Regions from separate parts of the Danio rerio genome. Here region 2 is linked to region 1. Evidence: chromatin contacts called from public Hi-C data. All regions are on one chromosome and are shown on one strand. The core of a region is the stretch at or near the end of the contact, and the rest is flanking DNA. Distances in the headings are between cores, read along the strand shown.

What was found. Hi-C and Micro-C count contacts between places; a contact is called where the count stands out from the background.
Region 2: a Hi-C map of an unstated tissue shows a contact between it and region 1, with 2.7 times the contacts expected there. The contact joins the promoter of pja2 here to the promoter of ppm1db in region 1. A contact is called at or near these places in 2 of 18 Hi-C or Micro-C datasets (caudal fin and an unstated tissue).

Annotation. Positions count from the first base shown.
Region 1 is chr5:62,249,444-62,252,239 of GRCz12tu, forward strand. ppm1db (protein phosphatase, Mg2+/Mn2+ dependent, 1Db) reads right to left here and starts at 1,331. Exons shown (of 6, transcript NM_001007340.1): 1 at 777-1,331. The coding sequence starts at 1,260. The region is part of intron 6 of si:ch211-127d4.3; the gene reads right to left.
Region 2 is chr5:62,468,961-62,471,756 of GRCz12tu, forward strand. It overlaps pja2 (praja ring finger ubiquitin ligase 2), which reads left to right and starts at 1,405. Exons shown (of 9, transcript NM_001105116.2): 1 at 1,405-1,472.

The DNA.
Region 1 (2,796 bases), core at 81-2,580:
TAAGTTATGAATATGATTGAATAGCCTCTTGTTACAGTTATGAAATAGTTTGTCAACAAGGAGGAAATGTTCATGAGCCAATGACAAAACCACATTGAAATGGTTTATATGGGCAATTATTCAACTACTACTGTACAATAATTATACACATGTCAATGAAATAAATTAGTCCCTTAGGACCAAATGCTGAATTGTCCACCTGTCAAACTAAAACATTTTACATTAATTTGGTTAAGAGCTTATTAGAAAATAAATGAACTGAATGTGTATATTAAATAGAGCATGGACTCATTAATTGTGAACACGTTTTAAATGTGTGATAAGAACTTTTTAAATATTTGATTAAAAATTTGTGTGGTGATGGAAATGACAGGGTGTTGTGGAAATGCCAGTCAAAATGGTCCGCACATGCGCAGAACGATCCTTCTGATCGATTTTTTTTTCGTCTTTTCGGCAGTAAGTAGTTTGAGTGGCGCCCAATTTCAAAAAGGTCTACTAGCTTGACAGCTAATTTATGTAGTCGCAAACTCTATGTTATCATAATCCATCTTGCCTTAAAAGTGATACTAACATGCATGATTGCAGTCGCTATAACTTGCCTAAAGGTAAATTGCAGTGTCGAACATCATAACGTTAACCTAATCGGAGCTAATCACAATATCGGGAAACGTCACGTTGTTCACACGGGTGTATGGATACGAGTGTAATAGTGTTAAATTGACAAGAGTGTGATAATGTTGAATTGATATGCGTGTAATGGTGTTGAATTGACTTACGAAGCTTTTTCCACATCGCGTGATGACATGCGATAAAGCCCTTCCGAATTGCGGAACAAACCTTCCGGTAATCCTTAGACCAGAATCCCCGCTGCTTCTTGAGAAAATCCCAGAGGTGATCTCGAGCAAACATCGCAGCTTCTCGCCCTCCGTGTCCGTCAAATACGGCAAAAAAGGCGACCGATCTCCTGCTGTCCGCCGCCGCCGGTTGAGTCCCAGGCTCATCCGTACCGTCAGCCTCCTCGGTCGACAGCGGGTTTCTCCACGCTATCAGAACCGGTAAAGGATTGTTTGAGCAGTCCGGCGGTTCGCTATCAGAGACCGGCTCTTGGTCCGGCTTTGGATCAGCGTGTCCCGCCGCCTGCAACTCATCTTCGGTGGGTTCCAGCTCCACGATCACCTCCGTTAAATCCTCCATGTATTTCCTTCCTCCTTGTTCGGAGAAGACGCTCACTCGCAGCGATAGGTCGCAATTCATATCCATTCGGACCTTCCTTTAGTGCAAATCAACCTAAACTCTGCAAACGCGTTATTTAAACTGTTTTGGTTAACCTTAAAAACATTTATTTATCTGAGATCGTCTTTTGTTTATTTCCTAAGCTCCCAGTCCTTCCTTCCTTCGCAGACACACAGTGATGGATTCAGAAAGGTCACTAGCGCCATCTCTTGGGCAGGAGGTTCGTGTGCGACAGCCCGGAAGAACTCTCGGGAACTTGTCGATATCTTGCTTAATGTCCAATCCCACATGAAAAATACAACGTTTTTGAACCATACTGTAGTAAAGTCTACTGTAGTCTATGTATAATATTTACAAAACTTTATTAATGAATGCTAGCATACTGTACACTCACCGGTCACTTTACTAAGTACCCCTTAACGTTACTAGTATGGGGTTGGACCACTTCTGACTTCAAAACTGCTTTATCCTTCATGGTATAGATTTAACAAGGTACTGGAAATATTCCTCAGAGATTTTGGTCCATATTGACCATAGATATATACACTAGATGTCGCATACGTCAATAGAGCCGCCATTTTTGAACAGAGCTCCCAGGACAAATGTCATTCAACCGCACTAGTCAAGACAGTGCCAATGTGAAGATTCTGGACTTTAGCGCTGTCTACGGGTGTAGTAACGAGCAAACAAAGAAAACATAGCACACAGGCAGAATATTTCATAGGTAGGATTTAGTTTTTTATGTTTTTGTATGTTATGAACTTTTGTGCTAAACGGGTAACGTTATTGATGATGATAATACAGTCACTTACTGCATTCACCATAAGGCAAAGTAGCACAAACTTGCACTAAATACTAGGCTTTCATTTCAGCTAAGCAATACCCTGTACTAAAATGGCGGCTCTATTGACACATTCCTTTCAGTAGACAACAACAGGGTAGGCAACATCTCATGTCTATGCATATTGACATAATAGCATCGTGTAGTTGCTGCAGATTTGTCGGCTGCATATCCTTGATGTGAATCTCCCGATGATGCTACCACATCCCAAAGGTGCTCTATTGGATTGAACCCTGCTGACTGTGGAGGCCATTTGAGTACAGTGAACTCATTGTTATGTTCAAGAAATCAGTCTGAGATGATTCATGCTTTATGACATGGCGTGTTATCCTGCTGGAAGTAGCCATCAGAAGATGGGTACACTGTGGTCATAAAGGGATGGACATAGACAGCAACAGGTAGGCTGTGACACTGACGTTTGGCCCAAAGTGTGCTAAGAAAATATACCCCACACCATTACACCACCAGCCTGAACCATTGATACAAGGCAGGATGGATCCTTGTTTTTATGATGTTGACACCAAATTCTGACCCTGCCATCCGAATGTCACAATAGAAATTGAGACTCGTCAGACCAGGCAATGTTTTTCCAATCTTCTATTGTACAATTTTGGTGAGCCTGTGTAAGTTGTAGTCTCAGTTTTCTATTCTTAGCTGACAAGTGTGGCACCCGGTGTGGTCTTCTGCTGCTGTAGCCCATCTGCCCCAAGGTTGGACGTGTT
Region 2 (2,796 bases), core at 155-2,654, 220 kb after region 1:
AAACCTTCGTTGCAGCACATTTAAAAACGACCCCGTCTTCAAACAATTATTCTTCTTCCACTTGTTTTGGCAACACAACATGTCATCTCTCTGCCGTCTGAACACTGTAACAAGTCTTCGAAGCTATCATGCATATTAATGAAGTCGCACCACATTCACAATAGAGCGCGCTGATTAATTTGAAGTCTTTCTCTTGAATTAATGCTGCACACTCAGAGACTACACAATGTACTCGCCGGTACAGACATGCAGTCTCCACGCTGGAATACACACAAGGATCGCAGCGCAGTGACGCAGCTCCAAAAATTCGATTCAAACCAGAAGAACAAAGTTGCTCTAAATAATGTAAAATAACCAATTGTGTCCTAATAGTGTTTTTAGCAGCATGGGACACATAAATGACTGTCAACATCTCAAAATATGTGTTTTGGTGTTTTGTGACCCTTTAAACATTTTAATAATTCTCTCACGTATTTGTTAACAAAACTGGGAATCCTTGGCCCGTGTTTGCTCCTATAGACCTTTCTTGGATGCTGCTATTGTAGCAAATCATAATTACAATGACCTGACATCACCTGTTTCAAATCACATCATTATTTAACCAATTAACCTGATTACTAGCCCATAACTGCTCCTATCCCAACTTTTTTGGGAAATGTGTTGCAGGTCTGAATGAAAGAAAAATATGTATATTTACAAATCAAATTACGGCGACCAGACAAAACATGAAATATTTTGTGTTCATATTTGTTGCAATGAAATACAAATCAGAGTAACTTTAAAAATCAAAGCTTTCTTTTCAAATTTTTGTTTTTAATACTGTCCCAACTTTTCCTGATTTGGGGTTGTAGTTTTAGTAGTTTATTTAATATAAGAATTGATCTATAATGACGAATATGCCTTTAGTTATTGTTAGTGAAATTAATTTCATAATCTGAAATTTGATAAATGAATAATTAGATATTAAGATGAAAAATATTGATATTTATTATGTAACATGTTTGGTTGTATCTTTAGATTTATAATGTTGTTATAATTTTGAAAAAATGCTGTACATTACCTGTTTTTTTAAGTAAGTCCTTGGTATGCAGACATTAATTTAATAATTTATGAAGTACCTTGTAAATGTTGCATTGGAAATCAATGCCTTCTCGGTTTCATACAATTAATTAAACCTCGAACTAGCATTTCCAGTGTCAGTCCAAACACTTCTTTAATCTAATGTCTTATCCTATCATAAACTATCCTGTAAAATCCCACCTCATCCTGTCTCCGTCTGCTTTCTCTCTCCCAGGTGGGCTTTAAATTGCACACGTGGTGTTGCAGTTGGTTTACAGCTGCCTTCCTGCACCCGATTATAATACGGGCAATGATGCTCACAGCTGATTGGCGCGCACACGTCACGTGACTCTTAAGTTTCGTGGTGACGTTCGTAGAGTTAGTTGTGACACGGGAGGCATTCAGGAACACAGGTACAGTCTTTTATCAGACGACACTTTTCATGATCTAACGCTCTATTTGAGGTTTCTGCGTGAAATTGGAGGAATTAACCCGTTGATAGGCATTAAAATCCACGCCCTGGAGGCAGCAGCTTTTGTCGACAAACAGTTAGCTTGTTAGCTGCGCTAAACTTGTCTCAGGGCCCGCAGTCGATTGGTTTGATCCAGATGATATGTGTCACAAGATTTGCGTGGTTCTTTAGATAGTAAACAAATTTCTGCGACTGTATTTTGTGTTAATTATAGCTGTTTGCTTTTCGGTAATGTGACAAGCGATATGATGTGTCAAGCACCATAAGTGCGTAATATTGACGGATGTAATGGTTTTGCTGCATATTCCATTGACAACATTAATATGACATAGTGTAATATGCTGGACTGTGCTAAAGAACTGCTGTCATAGTATTCTGTTAAACACTAATGTGATCTGTCATAGGTTAGAAAGCTTTAATTCTGCCTAATCCTGGTTCTAGAGTAACACTGCATTGCACAATGGGGTATTTCCTACGTTTTACATCCATTATTCATTAGTAGTACCCCAAAACCTGAACTGCATTCATTTTTATAAAGATTTCGAACTGACCTTTTAAAATAAGCAGCATTTTCTGCATCAGAATGGAAAATCATAACTATAACATGTAGGTATTTGTAAGATTGAGGTGAAATTGGTATTATATTTACACATTCTGACTTTCTCCTTAATAATATAATTTCAGAAAAGTGTTCTTTACAATTTTTACATTGTGAAATCATATTAGCAGCAAATGACCATCAAAGTACAATTTGAATTAAGTGCACATGTTAACATGTGAGGATGAAGTTTGTGATGTATTAAATGTCAAATCATGGTGTATTTCCTTTAGGGCTGTACAATATTAAGATATATAAAATACCAAATGCTAAATAATGCAGTGATCAATATGATAAAAATGTCTTTTTAAAATTGTAACCAAAATAACCTTATATTATTTTAGGGTTAGGAAAGCATCAATTCAACTTCTGAAATGAGCCTATTTTAACTGTTACAGAAAACAAATTAGACAATTTAACAATGTAAATAAAATTTATTAAATGAATAAATAAAATATCACTGCCAATTTGCTCCACTGGTACAGTATAGTTTCATCAAAATGAAAACATGTACAACAATCAGAAAAACAAAAGCACTTGAACTGAGTCAAGTTACTTCTGTAACGATTTCTCAACATGGCTCGATTGCTTGGTCATATTTCTGCATACATGCTAAAATCAATATAGATGGAATTTATTTATTGTCCCTGAGGGGCATTTTGGTGCA